4 separate regions of the Sus scrofa genome follow, and regions 2, 3 and 4 are each linked to region 1. The links are chromatin contacts, called in public Hi-C and HiChIP or PLAC-seq maps. All regions are on one chromosome and are shown on one strand. The core of a region is the stretch at or near the end of the contact, and the rest is flanking DNA. Distances in the headings are between cores, read along the strand shown. Region 1 holds the start of FUS (FUS RNA binding protein). Region 2 holds the start of LOC100626250 (cytochrome c oxidase subunit 6A2, mitochondrial). Region 3 overlaps LOC100626250 (cytochrome c oxidase subunit 6A2, mitochondrial). Region 4 holds the start of ORAI3 (protein orai-3).

Region 1 (5,832 bases), core at 1,375-3,874:
TCATGTGAACATTTTATTGTGAAGAATAAGATTACACAAGCCAGCAGTTCCCGTTGTGGTGCAGCGGAAACAAATCTGACTAGTATCTGTGTGGATGCGGGTTCCATCCCTGGCCTCGCTCAGTGGGTCAGGGATGTAGCTTGCCGGGATCTAGGGTGTACGTTGCCGAGGAGGCTCAGATCCTGTGTTGCTGTGGCTGTAGTGTAGGCTGGCAGCTGAAGCTCTAATTAGACCCCTAGCCTGGGAATTTCCGTATGCTGGGGGTGTGGCTCTAAAAAAAAAAGATTACACAAGGTATACTCAAAGTGCTCAGAATAGCGCCCAATACTTAGCAAGACTTATGAAAGTGTTATTATAAATATGTTTTATATAAATTTTATTGTGTTACCCCTGTTGTTAAATCGTTTCATCTATTTTGTACACTAATGCATCCTCAGTGGCCAGAACAGTCCCTGGACTTAATAAATATTTGGGGAATCAATGAGTGAATGAGTGATGGACTTCCCTTTGTTTGCCCTCACTTCAGGGTCACACTGCCCTCTCAGTGGTGGTGGGGTGGGTGTCAGGGTGTTCAAAGGTCATCACAGCCGAAATTAGGAATTGGGTAGAAGTTCGTGGGCATAGCTGTTTGTTTTCTTTTCTTTTCTTTCTTTCTTTCTTTCTTTCTTTCTTTCTTTCTTTCTTTCTTTCTTTCTTTCTTTCTTTCTTTCTTTCTTTCTTCCTTTCTTCCTTTCTTTCTTTTGCCTTATCTAGGGCTGCTCCCGTGGCACATGGAGATTCCCAGGCTAGGGGTCTCATTGGAGCTGTAGCCACTGGCCTATGCCAGAGCCACGTTTGCAACCTACACCACAGCTCATGGCAACACTGGATCCTTAACCCTCTGAGCAAGGCCAGGGATTGAACTCGAAACCTCATGGTTCCTAGTCAGATTTGTTGACCACTGCATGGCAATAGGAACTCCAAGGGCATAGCTGTTTTCTCTAGGAAAATGTCTGCAGCCTACAAGGGAAGTTTTGGAACACGTGTCAAAGATAAGTTGGGAAGGAAAATCTGCATGGTATATGTGTACCAGGAATAATGCCCTTTACCTTGTTTTATTTAATACTCACCTCTTCCCACCCTTCAGTGTGCAGTGGTTGGATATGGGCTCTCAGTTCCCAGGCCAGGGACTAAACTCTGGCTGTAGCAGTGAAAGCACCTGATTCTAGCCACTAGACCACCAGGGACCTTTCTCAATACTTTCAGCTTTCCTTCTCCAGGCAAGGCTGATGAGAGTGCAAGTTGCAAGTTAATTTGAATTTCATGTTTTGTCCTTTTTCTCATAAGGAGTGAACAAGCTTCAGAACACTTCAAAATGTCTGTATAACTAACAAAAGGAGTATTTTGCAGCCACACAGACCTGGATTCGAATTAGACCCCTTACATTTGGCTGTTCCATAATCATAGATTGCATTTGGCCTGAGTCTCATTTTTTTGGTGTATAAAAGATAGCCTTGCTATCTTTCTTCGTAAGATTGTGATGGAAAAGCAATTAATTGGGCTTTTTTTTTTTTGGCCGCGCCCACTGCATGCAGAAGTTCTGGGGCCAGGGAGTGAACCCTTGCCACAGCAGCCACCTGAGCCACAGTAGTGACAACGCCAGATCTTTAACCCACTGTGCCCTGAGAGAACTCTCTAATTGTGCATTCTGAAGCCACTTCAGCCCTATACAAATATCAATTATTGTTGGATCTGCACATTGATTCCTCCGTAGGGTTTCAGGAAAATACTCCCAGCCCTTTATCAGCAAAAGGCTGGGAGAACCCTGATATAATCTCAATCTCCGGATTGTTTGGGCTTTTCTGTCCAACAGCGAGTCAGAAGCCAAGCTTTGAGGTTGTAGGTGGGCCATAAATGCTTAATCAAAACAGGACCCAGGGGTCCGAGCTAAACTCCATGCTTGCTTTCACGTCAAACGTCACAATCCACAAGCCCTGGTAAGGACAACCCTGAAAGACGATGAGTGAAAACCAAGACGAAGAAAGGTAGTGTGTGTGGTCGGGGGAGGGACGTTAGAACCAAGAGAGGGAGGCTGGCGCGGGAGGGAGGATGCATCTGATGCAGTGGAAGGGCAGTGGAGCGGAGAAGCTCGCTATCCGGAGTGAAAGTGAGGCCCAGCGAAAGGGGCCAGCCTGAGGAATTTCGGTTCCCGCCCCACGACTCCCGGCTTTGACTACAGTTCCGCCCGCAGACGCCCTAGGCCCCTCGCCCCGCCCCCAGAGGGTAATCGGACTGTACCATTATGATCTTATAGGGGTGGAAGTGAATCTTTGGCTCGTCCTTCAGAGAAAATATAAATTATTTCTCAGAAAAAATAAGGCTATATATATTATTTGCATGGTTCTTAGTGAATAACAATTATGTTCTGCCGGCTAGGACCCTATATATTCCCTGAAGGGCGGCAGGAGTCCGGCCATGCTTCCCCTTTTCCTTTCCGCATTTGGTGCATTCCCCCAGGATACGTAGGCGGGGGAGGCGTACATAAACCTCGACGCAGGAGGCGGGGCTGCTCAGTCCTCGAGGCGTCGGTGCTCAGCGGTGTTGGAATTCTGTTGCTTGCCGGCCTGTGCGCGCGTGCGCGGACATGGCCTCAAACGGTATGTAAGTGCGCGAGGCGGCGGTGGCGCGCCAGCCCTGGAGCTCGTAAGCTCCCAGTTGGGCTTTTGTTTCTCGGTGGGGCCCGGGCAGCGATCGCATGTAGGATCTTCTCCGCACCACTGGCGGGAAGCAGCGGAGAGGGGTGGAAGGGGGAGGCCGATGTCGCCATTTTGTTTCGCTCCGCTGGCGCCTCGCGCAGGGCGGGAGGTCTTCCCTTTGCAGCCCCTTTCCTTTAGGTGAGGGTTGGGAGGAACTCTTCTTGGTGACTGGGGACGTGAGACGCGGATGGAAATGCTTGGTCCCCGTAGCCTTCTCTCCTCCGCGTCTCCAGCCCCGCGCTCGGGCCCGCTTTGTCGCAGTGCTGCATCCGGGCACTCGGTGCGCGCACGCGCTCTACTGGCCCCTCCCCCCTTTTCTGGCGGCGCGAACCCCCCTCCCGCCTCGTGTCGGCCCTGCTTTTTGTCGCGAGACCCTCCACCGGCAGCTCCGCGGCGCTCGTCCGGTGTGGGCCTCGCTCCCGGGGTCCCTCGGGAAGGGGCGGGACCTCCTCGTTCCCGCCTCGCGTGCCACGCGGCTGGGGGCGGAGGCTTTGGATCGGGACCGCGCGCCCGTTTAACGGCTAGGGGTGGGGGGCTAGGGGGTGGTCCAACGGACTTGGGGACCGGGTGAGGCTTTTCCCGCCTAAATTTTCCTCCTTGGGAGGTAGGAACTGAAAGGAACGGCCGCCTTAGGCCACACCCTCTCCCGATCCTTTTGCCGTTTCCTGCGGGGAAAGCTGTTTCCTGTATCGAGATGAGTTGATCAGGCTTGTGCTGTCTTCCTTGTGGCGTTTTCGTTACCTTGGATTCGCCAAGTCTCCCCGCAGCCCCGAGGCAGGCAGGGGAGATAGGAACTCGTTGGGAGCCGTAGGGCTGAGGACCTGAGTACCAGTCGGCTTGCCTCTCGAGGCGACCGCTCTTTGATGGCGATCTCTGTCGTTTGGGGTCAAAGAATTCTCCCTTCTTGGTGAGCTGGCTCTGCACTAAAAGCCCCCTGTTCCTGTCTCCAAGATTGGATGGAGGGTGGCCTCTCTCCAGATCTTGAGACTTTCTTTGGGTTGAGAAAGTGCAGGCTACAATCGGAACGTTTTTGCTTCTGGCTTGCAATAAAGCCTGTTCTGCTCAAGCAGCTGTGTGGCTTCAGTTGGACTCTTGGGGATACCTTCCTCATAGAGTGGGTGTGAAAACATGTGAGTCAGTTTGTGCAGTTCCGGATATCAGTTGAAGTTGCAGAAAAATGGTAGTTGTCCACCAGGACTCTTGCTTTTTCCAGTACTTAAGGCCTCTTGGTCTCGGTAGAAATTCGCTTTTTTGGTGTGTCTTTATTGTGAGAAAACTTGACTTTGGTCTGCCGTCTTGCCCCTCTCAACTAGGGTTTCAGGAGGGGATTTCTGCCTTGTCAATTTTCACATCTAGGGGCTCTGGGGCTTGAGTTGAGGCCTTTACCTCTAGTTTGTTCTCTTAGGGGTGGCTGAAGGTAATGTTAATATGATTGTATTTTTCTGTTTTGCAGACTATACCCAACAAGCAACCCAAAGGTGAGTGTCATTTCTGGGTTTCCAGAGTTTGTAGGGGGCAAGGGTGGCTAAGGTGTCTTTTCCTGAGAGCACCGTTGTTGCCTTTTCTTCTCCAGCTACGGGGCCTACCCCACCCAGCCTGGGCAGGGCTATTCCCAGCAGAGCAACCAGCCCTACGGACAGCAGAGTTACAGCGGTTACGGCCAGTCAGCGGACACTTCAGGCTATGGCCAGAGCAGCTATGGCAGTTCTTATGGACAGACCCAGAACAGTGAGTCTTTTTAAGTGGGTCACCCTTCCTCTTCCTGCTTTTTCTGAATGTTGCTTTTCTTAAACCTAAGCAGTGCTGAACTGTTGAAACTGTCCCCCAGTTTCTTTGCCCTTAACCAGTCTGTGATCCTTCAAGCTACTTAGAGTTTGAGTTCTTTCCAAGTACTTAATTCTGTTTCCTTTTATTTTCTTTGACTTTGCATTTTTTGATTTATGCTGCACTTCTCCCTGTTTCCCCTAAGAATGAAAGTGAAATTGGGGAAGAATATTCCCTAAAGGGAAAAGAGTTTTAAGTTTTTGATATTTAAAAGGAGAAAATGGGGAGTTCTCATCATGGTGCAGCGGAAACAAGTCGACTAGGAGCCATGAGGTTTCCGGTTTGATCCCTGGCCTTGCTCAGTGGGTTAAGGATCTGGCGTTGCTGTGAGCTGTTGTGTCGGTCACAGACGCAACTTGGGTGTGATCCTGTTGTGGCTTTGGTGTAGGCCAGCTGCTGCAGCTCCAATTCGACCCTTAGCCTGGGACTCTCCCTATGCTGTGGGTGTGACCCTAAAAAGCATAAAAAAAAATAAAAGGAGAAAATGATTTGCTTGAAGACGTTGGAAATCAGCATACTGTATATCACATTGATACACAAAGAGGTGGAATTTGCCCTTAGGTGCTGAAGGGTAAATAATCTGAGATGTACATCACAGGCTGGTTAAATGCTGTTAAAGGAGAGGGATCTCTTGGGCTGTGATTGGCGGTGGTTCAAGAGGCTGGCTTCAGGTGTAGGTAGCATTAGGGATGTATACAGTGTTTCATCAACCTATTCTCATTCCTCAATTCATGACTTTTTTTCTTTTTCTCGTAGCAGGCTATGGCGCACAGTCAGCTCCCCAGGGATATGGCTCAACTGGTGGCTATGGTAGTGGCCAGGGTTCTCAATCGTCTTACGGGCAGCAGTCTTCATACCCTGGCTATGGCCAGCAGCCAGCTCCTAGCAGCACCTCGGGAAGGTAAGGAGTTGTGGAGAGAGGGGAGAGGACTGAAAGACAGGGGCGAGTTAGTAAGGAGTAATGACTCCTAAGCAGTTGGAGTCGTTAGGAGGAGTGATGGGGGCCGTATCTGTTGGGTATAGAGAATGGGATGCACTGAAAGTGAAAGGACGTTTTGGACACGCTGGCATCATGACTCTTTTTCTTTTTCCCTAGTTATGGTACTAGTTCGCAGAGCAGTGGCTATGGGCAGCCCCAGAGTGGGGGCTATGGCCAGCAATCTGGCTATGGTGGACAGCAGCAAAGCTATGGACAGCAGCAAAGCTATAATCCCCCTCAGGGCTATGGACAGCAGAACCAGTACAACAGTAGCAGTGGCGGTGGTGGAGGGGG
Region 2 (5,832 bases), core at 1,088-3,587, 220 kb after region 1:
CAGATCCACACTGCATCTGTGACCTACACCACACCTTGCAGCAAGGCTTGATCCTTAACCCACTGAGTGAGGCCAAGAATCGAACCTGCATCCTCATGGATACTACTTGGGTTCTTAATCCACTGAGCCAGAACAGAAACTCCAGGAAAACCAAGTTTTAATGCAGGTATAAACTCATGCTCCCCAACATGCACCCTACACATAGTAGAATCCTAAACTCACTGAGGGCCTTGAAGATCATCTCATCTATCTGCTCATTTTAGAGTTGAAGACACTGAGGCCCAGAGGAAGGAAGTAATGGAGGGGCGGGGGGGGGGGGCAAAGAGTACTATAAAGAGGCTGGCATGGGTGGGCTGCATGCAGGAAAAAAATCTGCAGGAAACTTCTTGGTGCCCAAAGAGTTTCTGACTTCACAAAGATTGTACTGAGGTTTGAATGTGTTGAGCCTAATTCGGATCCAGGAGGATGCTGGCCATTAAGAGACGTAAGCATTTTGAATTGGGAGGAACTAAGACGGCCAAGGAATCTTGACTCCCAGGGACGAAAGGCTGTGAATCACCCAGGCAGTGATCAGACCTGCTTCAAAATGCTCTGCACCTGCCCCATGTGGAATGCTGGGGACGCAGTAGGGACAATGCAGAGTCCCAGTCCTCCTGGAGTATGTCTAGGGAAGGGAGGGACTTTGGCTTGGGTGGGGGTGGAGGGATGGGGTGCTGTTCTGGCATCCCCAGCGCCCCTCCCAAATCACCAGCCACAGCTGAGCTTCCCATTGGGCAGGAATCCAACTGCCAGACCATGGACACATGCACTGCACAGCACCAGCCTCTTTGTGGCCCACCAGGCTCAGAGGAGGAACCTGAGTCCCAGAACTGGATGAGATCAGAGGTAGAACGAGGAGTTCCCTCTGTGGCGCAACAAGATGGGTGGTATCTGCAGCACCAAGACTCAGGTTGGATTCCTGGCCTGACACAGTGGGTTAAAGGATCTGGCGTTGCTGCAGCTGCAGCGTGGTCAAAACTATGGGTCAGATCTGATCCCTGGCCCAGGAACTCCATATGCTATGGGGCAGCCAAAAAAGAAAGAAAAAAAAAAAAAAAACGAAAGGAAAAAAGAGAACGGGATGGAGTCCAAGCTCATGTACATAACTAGGCAAAAGAAGGGCCAGGAATTGTTGCTGACTCCCCCTCCTCCCAGCGCACCCAGGCCGCAGTGTTTAAAGAGTGCTTCCACACTTGCTAGTGCCTCAACTGATAGGTTCCCAGGGGGATGGTGGACTTGAAACACGGGTCAATGACATTAGAAAGTCGCTGACCAAGAATCAACCACCCTGTCTGCTAAGTCAATCAACTACCCCGCCCGATTAACCACCCTGCCTGCTTAAGTCAATCCCTGCCCAAGGCAGGGTGGTTACAGCACTTATCCGGACAGGAGAAATGGAGAGGGAAAGCTATCGTCCTTTGCCACCCTCCTCCCTCGCACATTGTTCCCTCCACGTTTTGCTGGCAACCAGCCTTTTATAACTAGATCTCCACGGAATTCCCATAGTGGCCGGTAGTAACGAACCGACATAGTGTCTATGAGGATGCTGATTAGATCCCAGGCCTTGCTGAGTGGGTTAAGGATCCCGACCTGCCGAGAGCTGTGATGTAGGTCGCAGACGCAGTTTTGATCCCGCTTGCTGTGGTTGTGGTGTAGGCCAGCAGCTGCAGTTCCAGCTCCAATTGGACCCCTAGCCTGGGAATTTCTATATGCCGAGGGTGCGGCCCTAAAAGGGGTGGGGGTGGGGAAGAACAACTCCTCACAATCGCTGCTGATGCCATCCTGAGCTCGGCCCATCTATTTGGGATGCCTTAATAAATCACTCCTGCTTTACTGACTTGGCCTTGGCCGGTCCTCGCCCAGCAAACCTCAAGCACAAGAGGTGAAGACACTCAGGACCCAGGAATCCAGCACCGGAAACGGAAAGGTCCACTAGCTCCTGCCGCTCTAGGAAGTGGCAGCGAACGGTATCGATAGCTTTAACCCTCTTGTTCACTTGACGGAGCAAATGCTCCCATCTGTAGCCGCTGTGAGGAATGTGACACCTTCTGCTTGGCTCGGGTTCTGAGCTCATCAACGCGGACTTCGGTGCCCCGGCCACCGCTGGAGGGGCGGGGAGGACGGCAAAGCGAGCCTGAAGGAAAAGGCTGTCGCTGGGGACACTCTGGGGGCGGAGTAGCCAAGTCACCTGGAGCAGTACAGTACTGAGACTCCGTAGTCGGATATCTGGGTTCTCCAGAGACACTGACCCATTCGAGTACCGGGAGAGTTGCCTACTATCCTACGCGGGGCATGTTACGCTTGGCGCGGACTACGTATCCAAGCATGCGCCGCACACGCCTCTTAGGCACGCACAGCGATTAGATAACCACCACTCTCGTCGAGCCTTCTGCGACTGTGCAGGTCAGAGCACCAAGGATCGGGAACTACAACTTCCGACTGGCATAATTACTGCGGCGGCGCTATTTAAAAAGCGTCAGAGAGGAGGTGCCTGGCCACGCCCCTCCTTCCAGTTCCGCTCTCTTGGATGCGCTGCGAAGGGGGGGCGGAGCCTTAAGCCTGAGCCAAGATGGCGGCCGCGAAGCCAACCCCCACGGACTCGCTCTCGTTCTGCCTCGCGCAGCTCACGGCGGCGGCCGGGGAGGGTCTAGGTGGGGGAAAGGACACAGCTACCAACGAGACACCCTTGGGCCGCGCGCTCTTAGCCCTCCGCACGCGCCACGTCAAGGCAGCGGGGGGAATCGAGCGCTTCCGGGCACGCGGCGGGCTCCGCCCCCTTCTCGCTCTGCTACGGCGAGCGGCTGCAGCGGGTCCCGCCCTGTCCCAGGCTGGCTCAGGCTCCACCCCCTCTTCGGTCGAGTCAGCGGCTTCTTCTGGCCCCGCCCCCTCGCCGGGCCCCGCCCCCTCCGCAGCTTCGTCATCACCGACGCCCTCTCCGCCAGCGCGCCTGCGCAAGACGCTGGACTTAGCGCTCAGCATCCTAGCCAACTGCTGTACGGAAGGGGCGTGCCGGGCTGAAGTGCGCAGACTCGGAGGCATACTCCCATTGGGTAAGTGCTCCGCCCTCATTTCCTAGGATTCCACCCGAACTTGTGTCCTATTCTGGGCGTGGGCAGAGTCTTTGAGTTCTGTGTGTGGTAGCCTGGAAGACTGCGCTTTATGACGGCACAGCGCCCCCCCGCTCTTTAGCTGTCATGACCCGTGATGTCACTGCTCTCTATAAATTAGACCCTAGCCCTCCTAGATCAGATAATTACAAGCAGTTACTTACTGGCTGTGGAGCACCACTCTCGCCTCTGGGCTGGTGGAGGCCAAAGGATTATGTAGTGACTCTTTCAAATGATTCTTACTCTCCACTTAAGGCCTTGTGTCTGGCCTTGTGCAGGAGCAAGTCCCATTTGATGAACTGGTGGTCAGAAAGTGTGCTCTGCGGTCAGCTAGACTCATCCGAGGCTAGGATGGTAAAATGGTGTAATAATAGTTACTTCAAAAAATTGGAATAGGGAGTTCCCTTCGTGCTTCAGCGGTTAACGAATCCGACTAGGATCCACGAGGATGCAGGTTCGATCCCTGGCTTGCTCAGTGGATTAAGGATCCCACGTTGCTATGAGCTGTGGTGTAGATCGTAGGTGCGGTTCTGATCTCCCCTTACTCTGGCTCTGGTGTAGGCCGGCGGCTGTAGGTCTGATTAGACCCCTAGCCTGGGAATTTCCATATTCTGTGGGTGTTCAGCTCTAAGAAGCCAAAAGAAAAAAGAAAAAAAGGAATAGAGAGACGTCCCTGGTGGCTCAATGTGTTAAAGATCTGGCATTGTCACTGCTGTGGCTCAGATCACTGCTGTGTTGTGGGTTCCATCCCTAGCCTGGGAACTTCCACCCGCAGGGAAAAAAAAAAAAAGAAGGAGAAAAAAAAATTAGAATAGGAAGAAAATGAAATACAAAAAAGGTGATAATTAGATGGATTGGGTATTTAGTTATTAAAAGCTAGCACAATAAGAACACATCCTAAGCCAATATTCTACAATGTAAATATAATGTAACCTTTAAAAATTGGGAATTACCATATTGTACACCTGCAGCTTGTATAATATCATACTTCACCTACACTTCAATTTTAAAAAAGAACCAATCCTAACAAAAGACAGCAAGCTTTTCTGTTTACCAGCTAATTTGGCGCCTCCTAGTGGCAACATTGTGAATATAGTTTAGACGTCCTTGCCTGCCAGCTAGGAAATTATGCCTGTTTTGATGAAATCTTAAAATTGTTTTGGATAAGGAGTTCCCATTCTGGCGCAGTGGAAACGAATCCAACTAGGAACCATGATGTTGCTGCTTCGACCCCTGGCCTCGCTCAGTGGGTTGAGGATCCCTGTTGTGGTGCACTGTGGTGTAGGTCACAGGCACAGCTCGGATCTGCCCTTGCTGTGGCTCTGGTGTAGGCCGGCAGCAATAGTTCTGATTGGACTCCTAGCTTGGGAACCTCCATGTGCCACAGGTGCGGCCCTCAAAAGACAAAAAAAAAAAAAAAAAAAAATTAATTTGCATTAAATGCATCTGGACCATAATGTATTTGACAAGAGGCCTGGGATTTTAACAAGTCTTCAATAAATTAGTAGATTTTGTTGTTAGTGTGTAACCCCCATATTCATTCACTGTTGTATATTTTAAATATCTCCTGAATCCATACACTTCTTCTATTCTTCCCTCATGTGCCCAGAGACTGTGCTGGGCTGTGCTGATAGCTGATTTGGTTCAAGCAATCCTCTGACCATTGTGACAGCCTCCCTGTTGCTCCTCCTGCCTTATTCTTTTCTCCTGTAACCCATTCTCCCTATGACTGCCAGCCTCTATCATGTCACTAACATTGGCTTTTTTTTTTTAAACTCTTTTTTTTTTTTTTGGCCTAATCCATGGTATACGGAAGTTCCCAGGCCAGAGATCAAATCGGAGCTGCATCTGCTGCAGTAACACCAGATCATTAACCCACTGCACCACAGAGGGAACTTCTTGTCACTCACATTCAAGCCCTGATCCCTTTCCCTGTTCAAGCCCTTTCATGAGGTTATAGCATAAACACTAGGTCTCAGCTCTGGGTCTTTGCAAAGGTTGCTTCCAAATCTGAAATGCCCTGTAACACTCCCATCCACCATCGTTCTAGCAAACACCTACCTACATAACCTTCCAGCCCCCGAAAGTGTTAGCCTATTCTGGATCCCTTCCCTGACTCTCTCAGGCCACATTCTCGAGGTGATTAATGAGAGAGACAAGAAAGGGTAGAACTGGGAGTTCCTGTCGTGGCACAGCAGAAACAAATCTGACGAGCATCCACCAGGACGCGGGTTCAATCCCTGGCCTCACTCAGTGGGTTAAGGATCTGACGTTGCCATGAGCTATGGTGTAGGTCGCACATGCAGCTCGGATCCCAAGTTGCTGTGGCTGTGGTGTAGGCCAGCAGCTACAGCTCTGATTCAACCCCTGGCCTGAGACCCTCCATATCTCCAATGTGTCATGGGTGCATTAAAAAAAAAAAGGTGGAACCCTCAAGAAGCCAAATTCTCTTGCAGTGACTATTCTTCAGTGTGTGAAGACAGACAGCATCCAGAACCGAACAGCCCGTGCTCTGGGGAACTTAGCCATGGAACCTGAGAGCTGTGGGGACATCCATTCTGCTGGTGAGCAGCTCCGAGGGGGCAGCCAGCTAGAGCTCGGGCTGGGGGAAGGGCTTGGGTGTCTGAGCTCGCTCACCCTCTGTCTTCCCCATCCCTCTCCAGGCGCTGTTCCCCTGCTCGTGGAG
Region 3 (5,832 bases), core at 989-3,488, 200 kb after region 1:
GCTCACCAGTAAAGGCAAACATTAGTAAAGGCAGGAAATCATCCACACATAAATATGCCACCAAAAGCAGCAATTGTAAGAGGAAGGTACAAATGCAGGATCCTGGAAATGCATTTGCAATTAAGAGACCAGCAACTTAAAGCAATCTTGTGTGTACATATAGACTCCTATGTCAAAACCTCATGGTTACCACCAACCAAAAATCTACAATAGATGCAATTCAAACACAACACTAAAGATAGTCATCAAACCACAAGAGAACAAAAGGGAAGAAAAAAGCCCAAGAGATAAAGGGCCAGAGAAAATCAACAAAAACAAATCCAAAACAATTAACAAAAGGCAATAAGAACATACATATCAATAATTACCTTATATGCAAATGGACTAAATGCTCCAACCAAAAGACATAGACTGGCTGAATGGATACAAAAACAAGACCCATATATATGCTGTATAAAGATGTGGTACACAAGCACACCCACAATGGAATATTACTCAGCCATAAAAAGGAATAAAATAATGCCATTTGCAGCAACATGGATGGGACCTAGAGATACTAAGCGAAGTTAGACAGTGAAAAACAAATATCACATGATATCACTTATGTGTGGAATCTAAAAAAAAGATACAAATGACTTTATTGCAGAACAGACTCACAGACTTTAAACAAACTTATGGTGACCAAAGGAGACAGGTGGGGGGAAGGGGTGAACTGGGGATTTGAGATTGGCACATGTACACTGTATATTGAATGCCTGGCCAGTGGGAACCTGCTGTCAGCACGGGGAACTCTACGCAATCAATATTCTGTGATAATCTAGATGGGAAAAGAATCTGAAAAAGAATGGATGTGTGTATATGTGTAACTGAATCACTTTGTTGTACAGCAGAAATGATCACAACTTGTAAGTCAACTCTACTTCAATAAAATTTTTTAATATGGGGGAAAAAAAAAGAAAGTTTGGGAAATGAAGTTCTGGCTTCTGCCTTTAGGTGGTAGGAATTGTGTCTTGAAGAAAATCCTCCAATGCAGGATGAGTATTCCAGAGATGCTGGACAGCCACAGGCATGGCAAATGTCTACTGCTACATAAGCTATTTCAGTCTGAAAACTCTAACTACTTGGAAAAAAAAAAAAAGAAGAAGAAAGCATAGGCAGGCCTGAATGAACTCCAGAGGCTCTAGAAAGGTGCAAGAAGACACGGCTGATGTCTGCCTTGTCCGTGGTTCTGTCCCCAGCACCAGCCAGAACCCGGCCTGAAGTGGGTGTTCTAAAAAGCTGTATCTAGGCATTCCCTGGTGGCTCAGTGAGTTAAGGGTCCAGTGGTTGTCACTACTGTGGCTTGGGTCACTCCTGTGGCATGGGTTTGATCCCAGGCCGGGGAACTTCTGCATGCCACAGGGGTGGCCTAAATAAATTAAGAGGTGTGTTTAATGCATGTTTGATTTGTGTTGCTTTGGACAGAGCTATAGAAATGCCTTTTCAGAACTGGGGTCAAACAGGATGCCTCCAGCTTTGATCAAAAGCTGAGGTACCCGGTATGAATTTAATATACAAAAGAAAAATAAGGTTGTTTTGTTTTGTTTTTTTACTACACCCATGGCATGTGGAAACTCCCTAGCCAGGGATCAAACCCTCACTGCAGTTGTGGCAACACCACATCCTTAACTGCATCACATGGGAGCCTCCAAGAAGAATAAGTTTTATGCACCTAGTCTAAATATATGAAAGAAAAATGAGGAAGCTATATTTTAAAGAAGGGGCTCCATACTTGTTCCTCCTGGTTGTTCTAAACTGGCTCTATTTGCCTTCTTTCAGCTTTTTTGTTTGTTTTTAGTAACTCTGTTGAACTGTCAAATGTTATATAGCTAAATTATCCCTGAGCTCTTACTGAGCTATAGTGGAATTCTTCCTACAGTTGCTTTTTCCCAGCTGGACTTTGGAAATGCTGCTGAGATGAGGCTTTATTCCAGCTGAGGTTACCTGACCTTCTCTGTCCACACACGGTTCCCTCAAACCCCCTCCCTACTTTATAATTATGGCTCTTGGAGAAAACAGGAATGTAGAAGGGTATTTACAGCTGAAAAGGTTCTAGGTGCCCTTCTCTCCCCTCAGAGTTTTACTAGAAACGGCCAAGTCATTGCCCTGGGATCCCCATCCTTTTGTCTCACTTGATTGTGCCCACTAAGAGCTTTTCCGGTTGTTACTTGGTCAGTGGCCTGAGGGCTGCTGCAGCCTCTGCTGTTGTCGCCCTCTTGTGGCGCCTCTGCGCCAGTACCCAAAGACTGCCATTCAGGTAGTCTGAGCTTTCCTAGGCTGAGGGTGGTTTTGTCTTAACTGCTTCTGTGTAACTTAAAATCGCAATAACATATTGTCCAGGAGCTGAGTTTGCAATGGAACTAGTAAACATTCCAGTGGTTCCCATATAAGCTTGCTAATTTTCTCTTTTTAGGCCTATCAGTTTAGATTTCCAAATTGAGAACTGGAAATGAGGACTGGGGGCTACTGCTTCTGGTCCCTCTGAGCCCCAAGACTTGATCCTTGGCTCTCAGATCACTCTCTGGGCTCCCCTACTTGTACTTCACCTCACAGCCCTACTGATATCTGGCCTTGACTCCTCACCTGAGCTCCAAGCTTGCAACTCAGGCATGCCACCCAGAGGCTTCCCCCTTCATACCCTGCCATCACTTCAGCGTGACGTCCCTATGCCAAAAAATCGCTGACTCCCAGTTTCACGGTACTTAGTCACTGGCATACATTCACATTCTCTTGGACATCTAAGCTTGAAGTGGTGGAACTTCTTATGATATGACCTAAGAAAAATGAAAACATGTCCACACAAAGAGTTTTTTTTTTTTTTACAAATCTGCATAGCAGCTTTAGTGATAATAGGTAAAAGGAGGGAACAATCCAAATGTCCATCAACAGGTGAAGGGATTAAAAAAAAAATTGTGGGATACCTATGTAACAGAATACTACTCAGCAACAAAAGATACAACTATTGTGATACACAACAAACAGATGAATGTCAAAATGATGTAAGACACAAAATGATGTGAGCCAGACACAAAAGAATATAGAATATATGATTACGTTTATATGAAAATGTACAACAGGCAAAACTCATTTATAGGGGCACAAAGCTGATGAGGGTTATCTGGGGCTGGGAGCAGGGGAGAGCAGCCGACTGAACAGGGGCACGAAAGAAGCTTGACGGGTGATGGGAAAGTTCTCTATCATGATTGTGATGGTAGTTATGCCAGTGTATACACTTAACCAATGATCATCAGACTGTCCACATTTTTTGTCTTTTTAGGGCCCCATACCCGCAGCATATGGAAGTTCCCAGACTAGGGGTCAAATCGGCCTATGCTACAGTCACAGCAATGTGGGATCTGAGCCGCCTCTGCAACCTACACCACACCTCATGACAACACCGGACCCTTAACCCACTGAGCGAGCCCAGGGATCAAACCCGAGTCCTCATGGATTCTAGTCGGGTTCGTTACTGCTGAGCCACGACGGGAACTCCCAGACTGCCCACATTTTATTAGATGTAATGTCAATAAAGCTATCAGCGCAGATATGTTGAGCTTTTTCTGAGACGTAGAGGGTGAACAGGAGTGTATCAGTGTTGATTGGCCAAATATTTTTAAAAGATTAAACTATAAATAAAGCAATAAACAGTTTAATAGCTAGCACTTACAGAGTACTTGCCATTTGCCAGGTGTTGTCCTAAGAGGTTCCACACATGGATTAAACCTCATGACAACTATCTAAGAGAGGGACTATTACCCATTTTACAGATGAAGAAACTGAGGCTCTGAAAGGCCTTAAATCCATAGGGTAAGTGGCAAAACCAGGACCCAAAGGGTCTGGCTTGAGTGAGCATCCTCCTAATTTCTCTACTATAGTGACTTTCTCATTAGGACAAGAAACTCCCTTTTCTCCATAATTCCACCACCTCTTAAGAAAAATATCATGTTTGCATGAAATGCTTTCTTCAGGCTTTGCCAACACGTCTCCATATTTTGACCACTGTAATCACAGCTTAGCTACTGCCCAAGAGAAGCTACTGCAAGCAAAGGGTGAGTCTAGCGAGTAACGAACCCGACTAGTATCCATGAGGACGCAGGTTTGATCCCTGGCCTTGCTCAGTGGGTTAAGGATCTGGTGTTGCCTTGAGCTGTGGTATGGGTTGCAGACATGGCTTGGATTCTGCATGGCTGTGGCAGCAGCAGCTGCCACTGGAGCTGCAGCTCTGACTCAACTCCTAGCCTGGGGAACTTTAAGAAGCAAAAATCAATAAATAAAAATTTTTAAAAAGATGAGTCTAATTGCTTTCTGGAAAAAAAATATGTGCCTTTATGCACTCATGACTGAATGATCATATTTTAATGGCTACATATAATTCTTTTATTTAAAATACCACATTTTATTCATCTTTATTATGGAATAGGTCATTACTACAGAAAATGCTGTCATGAGCATCTTCCTGCCAGGCACAGAGCTTTATTTTTTGAATCTCTTATGTAGCCTGTCGCGAGACATGTTTCTACAATGTTTTCTTAGCCTCTTTGCTGAAAACTCTTACCTTGTCCTGCTTTACCCCATCTTCTTGCTTGAAAACAGTCGCAGTGATGGTGAATGACTTAAGCTTAAGAACAAAGACCTAGAGGCGTAAGTTATTCATAGGGTCAGCTGAACAAAGAGGACTTAATGTGTTGGTCTAGGCACACCCAGACCTGTGCAGATTGGCATGCCGTTTGCACAGCATAAGTCCTCTTAAGAATAAAAGAGGAGCCCCATAGCCCCAAGAGGTTTATGAGGGGTCCTTAGCTGGATATACATTAGCAAAGAAGAATGCCGTCTGCAGAAGCACAATGGTGATTCTCTAGAGGTTATGCCTAGATAGCTGACGCCAAGCTTCCTCAAATGCTAGTGATTGTTAAATGCCTAAAGGTCAGAGTAAAAGCTTAATCAGCAACTGGCTAAGTGACTTTTAAAATAACTTACATAAACAACAGCAACATCTCAGATCCACCTCTTAGAGTATTGACAACAAAAACAAAAACAAATGGGACCTAATCAAACTTCAAAGTTTCTGCACAGCAAAGGAAACCCTAAATAACACAAAAAGACAACCTACAGAATGGGAGAAAAATCTTTGCAAGTGAATCGACTGACAAGGGATTAATCTCCAAAATTTATAAACAACTTCTGCAGTTCCATACCAAAAAAACAAACAACCCCATCCAAAAATGGGCAGAAGATCTAAACAGACAATTCTCCAAAGAAGACATACAGATGGCTGAGAAGCACATGAAAAGATGTTCAACATCACTCATTATTAGAGAAATGCAAATCAAAACCTCTCTGAGGTACCACCTTACACCAGCCAGAATGGCCATCATCCAAAAGTCTACAAACAGTAAGTGCTAGAGAGGGTGTGGAGAAAAAGGAACCCTAGTACACTGTTGGTGGGATTGTAAACTGGTGCAACCACGGTGGAAAGCAGTATGGAGAGTCCTCAGAAAACTAAACATAGAACTACCATTTGATCCAGCAATCCCATTCCTGGGCATCTACCCAGAGAAAACCACGACTCGGAAATCCAACACATGGACTCCGATGTTCATTGCAGCACTATTTACAATAGCCAAGACATGGAAACAACCTAAATGCCCATCGACAGAGGAGTGGATCCATAAGACGGGGTACATATACACAGTGGAATATTACTCAGCCGTTAAAAAGAATGAAACACCAGCATTTTTAGCAAAATGGATGGACCTAGAAACTATCATGCTAAGTGAAATCAGCCATACAATA
Region 4 (5,832 bases), core at 2,199-4,698, 170 kb before region 1:
AAAAAAAAGGCGTTCCTGTTGTGGCTCAGTGGTAACAAACCCAACTAGGATCCAGGCTGGATCCCTGGCCTCACCTAGTGGGTTAAGGATCCCGTGTTGCTGTGAGCTGTGGTGTAGGTCACAGACACGGCTCGGATCCTGTGTTGCTGTAGCTGTGACATAGGCCGGCAGCTGTAGCTCTGATTTGACCCCTAGCCTGTGTACTTCCATAAGAAAGAAATACAGGATTGTGGCAGATACAATAAAAGGAAAGATTTGGGTGCAGAGATGAGGGGCGGGAGCTCTTCTACCCCAGAAATGGAGGAAGGGGAGGCCCCTGAGCTCTGTCCTGGAAGCCAGGGCCCCTGGCCAGGCAGGGGATTGAGCACAGGTGGCCATAAGCAGAGTCACTCAGGGCAGAGTTGCCTGTGAAGTTTGGCCCAGATATCTGGGGTGAGGGAGAAGATTTTGGAGCTGCGATGGAGGCCAGACCTTGCAGGAACTGGAATGTTCTACCAAGGCAATGGGACTTCTTAGATGCCCTCAGAGAGGTTCTAGCCAAGGAGGGAGGAGGGAGGTGGTCCCGTTCGTGTTTGAGAACAGCTCTGTGGATGCTGGACGAGGAGGAGGGACAGGAGTGAGTGAGGAGGCAGGAGTTCAGGCAAGAGGAGTGTGGCCCCAGCGGTGACGGGGTGAATGGCAAGAAAGGGATCCAGGTGGGGGGTTCACTGATCACAGAAGAAGAGCAGGATGTGCCCCAGGACCCTGCTGGGACAGCAGTCCTGTCGGGGGTGTCATTTATTCAATGAGCACTTGTGTCCCAGTTCCTGGGCATAAGAGCAAGAACAGGACAGACAGAAATTCTTGCCTTCATGGAACTGACATTCCAGTGGGACAGGAGAAAAGACATATAGTGTCAGATGGGGAGAAAAAGAAGGGAATGGAGGTCCCTCTTGGCACAGCGGGTTAAGGACCCAGGGTTGTCACTGCTGTGGCTGGGGTGCCACCCCTGGCCTGGGAATTTCTGCATGCTTGGGGGTGTGGCAGAAAAAGGTGGGGAGGGCAGGGAGGCGGAATGTTGCGGTTTGAAATGGAGTAATCCTGGAAGGCTACCTGAGGAGGCAGCGTGAGCGACGGCAGATGAACGGAGGTCGGGCTTTGTGGGTTCGGGGGAGAAGAGCAAACGGAGGCTCCCTTAGAGTGGGGAAGCAGGCCTGGGGCGGTGAGGAAGGAGTGTGCAGAGCGAGCTGGTGCGGTGCGGGAGCAGCCCGAGTGCTGACCTCTTCTCTGCCTGCCCAGGGCAAACGGAGAGCCGAGGGCGGCTGCAGGGGGTCGCTGAGCTGCGCCTGGCGGGTCTGGAGCTGACGGACGCCTCCTTGCGGCTCCTGCTGCGCCACGCGCCCCAGCTGAGCGCCCTGGACCTGAGCCACTGCGCCCACGTTGGGGATCCCAGCGTCCACCTCCTCACGGCCCCCACCTCCCCGCTCCGAGAGACCCTGGTACACCTCAACCTCGCTGGTAAGATTGTCCGTCCATCCTGCTGGCCTCCTGGTCCCTGCGGTCGGTGCCTCCGCCACCTCACCTTCCTGGTCTCCTCTGCCCCAACCCCAGGTTGCCACCGCCTCACGGACCACTGCCTCCCGCTGTTCCGCCGCTGCCCGCGCCTCCGCCGCCTAGACCTGCGCTCCTGCCGCCAGCTCTCACCTGAAGCTTGTGCCCGGCTGGCAGCCGCCGGGCCCCCTGGCCCCTTCCGCTGCCCAGAGGAGAAGCTGCTTCTCAAGGACAGCTAGTTGGGTGCCCCCCACCCTCCCCCGGGACTCATCAGGAGCCTGGACCTCAGGCCTTCATTTCACCCCTGCCAGGAGGCCAGGTTACCCACCTCATGACTTGGGATTCCTGAGTTTTATGACTTGGGATTCCTGCCCAGGGACTCGAGCCAGCCTCCCCGCTCTCTACCCCCTGCACTGATATCTCTGGGGGTCTCTCCTTCCCCTCCCCTCACCCTTCCACCTGCTTCATTGTCCATCCCCTGGGGGGAGTGGGTCCGAGGTACTGGGGGGTGCTGAGCCAAAGGGATGGTGGGAGGGGGGTTGAGGTGCAAGTTTGAGGGAGGGAGAGCGGGAAAGGGTATCTGCGCACAGGATACTGGGAGCCAGGGGGCTGGGGGAGCTGGAGGATGGGCCGGGGGTGGGGGGACGGGCGGAAAGCAGACCACCAAGGGTTCCGGGAACAAAGACCAGATACTTGGAGTTGGGGGGTGGGGGTGGGGCCAAAAAGGGAAACCAGAGGAGCAATTGGGGAATCCAGGTGTCAGAGATGAGGGGACTCGGGGAACCAGGGGAAAGCCAGGGCTGAGTGAGGGGTGGGGGCAAGAGCAGGTGTGGGGGCGGTAGGACCCCCTCGGGGTCACCCCTCTCCTTCCTCCCTCCTCAGATTTCAGTTCCTTCCCCCCAACCCTGACTCCTTGAACGTCACTGACAATGGCAGCTATTGTGAGGAGTGGGGGCTGCGGCCTACCCGCTGTTCAGCGCGGCCCTGGGGAGTGGTGAGGGGTACCCCAGCCCCCTACCTGCCTCCCCGCACTATACTTGAACATTCATCTGTACTGAAGTGTTACTTGAACCGGGGGAACCTCGGACCTGGGGGAGCCGGAGTGTGAGGGGACGGGACCAGCTTGGACTGAGACTGGACCGGTGGACACCCAGTTTGGACTGTACCACCCCCAGGCTCTCTCTTGCTTTACTGTATTGACCAACTCCACCCCTCCCTCCTGACCTGAGGTGGGGGTGGGGTGGGGTGCCAGCCCAATGATGGGGAAGATGGGACTCCTCCAGCTTGGCTCTTCCCACTCTTTCATCGTCATGGAAACTTGTATCCCATTTGCCCAGGGAACTGCCACTCCTGGTTGCCATGGAATTAGCAGCCAATGGACACCTCCCAAAGCCAGTGCTAAGGCTGGAAATGGCCCCTCTTAGTTGCCATGGGAACTTAGTAACAGACTGTTGGCCCTCCCTTTCCCTTGCCTCCACTGCGGGGGCGGGGCTTGGGGAGCCAGGGGGAGGAGTCGGGGCCAGGTCCCGCCCCTCATCCCTGGCCTCCCTGGGGAGCCAGGATGTACCATGTAGGGGAGGGGGGATCTATCCACATACCTCAGGTAACAGGGAGGTGCGCGGGTGGGGGGAGGGGCTGGGCGGACCAAAGGCCGGAAGGGAGGGGGTCCTGGGGATCGCGAAAGGCTTGAGGATGGGGCCGCTTGGGGGAGGGGGAGGAGGCAGCCCGGCGGGGGACAAGTAGGGGACCCAGCCGGGCTGGGCCCCTGGGCCCCGGGTCTGTATAATACGGTTTGCTATAAAACTCAAAATCTTCCAGCCGGGGCTGCCGAGTTCGTGTGTCTTGTCTGTGGCGGGGGCGGGGCGTGACCAGGGTGTTCTTTCAGGTTCTGGGAGGAGGGGGCTCGTTTGAGTGGATCCCGGGGCTTGGGGAGGGGGGCGCCTAGGTCCTACTAAGCTTCCCAAAATTGAGGATGCTGGGCCTCCTGCGGGCCCTCCGGTTGGGTGGGCTCACGATTTAGGTAAGGGTTTGGAGTTTGGTCGTTGGAAGTGTCCAGGTGTTCTTGGAGTGGGCCAGGGCCCGGGAACTCCCTCCTAGCCACGGGCTAGGGCTGGCCCTTCATCTCCGCGGGGCTTAAGCGCCTAGAGGAAGTTCCCGGTGGACTGGGGTCTCGGGGTCCCTTGGGCTCTCTGCCGATGGTCCCCCCGGCTCCACCCCATCATGTGGCCGCCCCGGCTCCGCCTCCGCCCCAGTTCCTGTTTCGGCCTCGGCTGTCCTGCTTCAGCCCCTAGGGCTCCCCTCAGACGCCTGCTCTTCCTGCTCCGCCCGGGCCACGTCTTCCCGGGTGCTCGCCGCTCGCATCCTCGCTCGCCCCGCCGGGGGATGGGCCCTTCCCCTGGCCTGGGCCGACCCTGCTGGGGTCCCCGAGGCGACTCGGCCCCACCTTGACCGACCAGCCCGCCCGGTGCTGTGGCCCCCAGAATGAAGGGCGGCGAGGGGGACGCGGGCGAACAGGCCCCGTTGAACCCGGAGGCCGAGAGCCCCGCGGGCTCGGCCACGTACCGAGAGTTCGTGCACCGCGGCTACTTGGACCTCATGGGGGCCAGTCAGCACTCGCTGCGGGCGCTCAGCTGGCGCCGCCTCTACCTCAGCCGGGCCAAGCTCAAAGCCTCCAGCCGCACGTCTGCCCTGCTCTCGGGCTTCGCCATGGTGAGGGGAGGGGAGGGAAGGGGCGCACAGGGAGGGAGCGAGGCACGTGGGAGGGACCGCGCCCGCGCTGGAACGATGTGAACGGGTACCCAAGGGGGACAGGGTGAAGGGAAGGCAGAGAGCGGTTTTTAAGAGAGAAAAGGGGAATAAACGAGGTCTCAAGGGACTACACATGTCTCTTAGGGTGTGGGTGGGGTGTGTAAACAGGCCCCTAGCATTAACTGGACCAGAGGGAAGACTAATCCCAAGGCATGGGGGACACAAATAATGTTTTGGAGGCAGACAAGTCACCAAGGGGGGAAACGTGTGCAAGGCTGGAGCAGAGAGGTACAGAAGGAGCGCAGTCCAGCACAAGTGGTTGCTAGGTCCCCATGAGAGGTGCAAAGACGAATCAGACAAATCAGAGCTGGGGCGGGGAGGGGGTGTTGAGAGAATAAACTACATGGCCACCCAACAAGTGGGCCCATAGCAAGGAGGGCGGCCAGGCCCCACCTGGCACAGAGTGCTTCGTGTAGGCCACAGAAGCTTTGGTAAGGAAGGATGCCTGTGAAGAAGCCCCTAGGGAGAGAAGCTGTTGAGGAAGCTGATAGATGATTCTAGAGATGATAAACTCCAAGTGTGAGCAGATGATATCAGCTAACGGTTCACATCCGTATCAGCCTCACAGGAAGTGGGACCAGGGAGGGGAGGTCCTGTGGTGAGGAGTCAGCAGACATAAGTCCTGGCTCCTTGCAGCCTGTGCTTAGCTGTGTGACCCTGGATAGGCCTCCACCCCCTCACGGGCCAGTGGGAAGTTGTGGGACCATGGAGGGTGCGCCCTCTGTATCCTGCCAAGTACCAGCCCCAAGGTGAGCCAATTCTCATCATCAAACCCCAGGTCTGAGCATGTCAGAGCAAGACGCACATCAGGGGTGGGCGAGACTACCTCTTAACTGGACAGGCGTGGAGATCAAGGTCCAGAATAGGGCAGTGGCTCTGCCAAGAGCACTCAGCAGATGAAGGATAGAGGATAAACTAGGACCCAGGGTCGCTGAACTGTTAGTCCAGGGTTTCCCATCATCACAACAGGAAGGGGAAAATGGGCTGGAGGGGGATCCTCATAGGAACATGACAGGGCTGTCAGGATGGGGGCGAAAAGGGGTCGTAGCACTAGGTGATTTGGCTTAGTCCCCGCCCACTTTGCCACAACCTCTGCATTTGAATGATGAGATGGAATGTTTATCCTTTTTTTTTTTTTTTTGGCACATCCACGGCATGCGGAAGTTCTGGGGCCAGGGATTGAATTGATGCCACAGCAGTGACCCCAGCAGTGGCGGCAACCACGCTGGATCCTTAACCTGCTGCGCCACAAGAGAACTCTGAAAGTTTCTATCCTTAAGGGTCATCCTAGGTATTGTTTTCTATGTGGGGGTCCAGGATCCACAGGCCCCAGATCCTCAGCTCACATTTCCTGATGTGGGGTCATCTCAGGACAAGGAGCTTTACCTGCACAGACTGCAGAGGGATGGGAGCAGCCTGTGGACCTGCCTGAGATGCCCCCGACTTCCGGCCTATTCCCAAGGGGACTATTCCCCCTGCTGCTGCCCTTGCAGT

What was found. A called contact is a pair of places that touch in the nucleus more often than the background predicts. HiChIP or PLAC-seq counts read pairs in DNA pulled down with a chosen protein or histone mark.
Region 2: an H3K27ac HiChIP or PLAC-seq map of alveolar macrophages shows a contact between it and region 1. The contact joins the promoter of LOC100626250 here to the promoter of FUS in region 1. A contact is called at or near these places in 3 of 5 promoter capture datasets (fetal liver, fetal skeletal muscle and skeletal muscle), 4 of 47 Hi-C or Micro-C datasets (blood, liver and skeletal muscle) and 2 of 2 datasets of contacts at active chromatin or transcription factors (alveolar macrophages and skeletal muscle).
Region 3: a contact with region 1 is called in an H3K27ac HiChIP or PLAC-seq map of skeletal muscle. The contact joins the enhancer-like site here to the promoter of FUS in region 1. A contact is called at or near these places in 2 of 5 promoter capture datasets (fetal liver and fetal skeletal muscle), 11 of 47 Hi-C or Micro-C datasets (alveolar macrophages, blood, embryonic fibroblasts and 4 more) and 2 of 2 datasets of contacts at active chromatin or transcription factors (alveolar macrophages and skeletal muscle).
Region 4: a Hi-C map of liver shows a contact between it and region 1, with 4 times the contacts expected there. The contact joins the promoter of ORAI3 here to the promoter of FUS in region 1. A contact is called at or near these places in 1 of 47 Hi-C or Micro-C datasets (liver) and 1 of 2 datasets of contacts at active chromatin or transcription factors (alveolar macrophages).

What each region holds. Positions count from the first base shown.
Region 1 is chr3:17,323,357-17,329,188 of Sscrofa11.1, reverse strand. FUS (FUS RNA binding protein) reads left to right here and starts at 2,624. Exons shown (of 15, transcript NM_001287420.1): 1 at 2,624-2,636; 2 at 4,189-4,213; 3 at 4,309-4,463; 4 at 5,316-5,460; 5 at 5,656-5,832. The coding sequence starts at 2,624.
Region 2 is chr3:17,105,128-17,110,959 of Sscrofa11.1, reverse strand. LOC100626250 (cytochrome c oxidase subunit 6A2, mitochondrial) reads right to left here and starts at 2,337. Exons shown (of 8, transcript XM_021086396.1): 1 at 1,878-2,337. It overlaps ARMC5 (armadillo repeat-containing protein 5), which reads left to right and starts at 2,437. Exons shown (of 6, transcript XM_021086388.1): 1 at 2,437-3,089; 2 at 5,603-5,710; 3 at 5,810-5,832. The coding sequence starts at 2,609.
Region 3 is chr3:17,125,372-17,131,203 of Sscrofa11.1, reverse strand. All of the region lies in intron 4 of LOC100626250 (cytochrome c oxidase subunit 6A2, mitochondrial), which reads right to left. Among named protein-coding and RNA genes, the nearest start is that of ARMC5, 20 kb to the right of the region's middle. Within about 2 kb of position 2,238, at least 7 of the 83 cell types and tissues checked have an H3K27ac peak or open chromatin away from gene starts, as enhancers often do. A contact at or near this core is called in alveolar macrophages, fetal skeletal muscle and skeletal muscle, where this site is marked.
Region 4 is chr3:17,495,007-17,500,838 of Sscrofa11.1, reverse strand. It overlaps ORAI3 (protein orai-3), which reads left to right and starts at 3,448. Exons shown (of 2, transcript XM_003481021.4): 1 at 3,448-4,239. The coding sequence starts at 4,012. It overlaps FBXL19 (F-box/LRR-repeat protein 19), which reads left to right. Exons shown (of 12, transcript XM_013987711.2): 11 at 1,279-1,497; 12 at 1,591-3,353. The coding sequence ends at 1,769.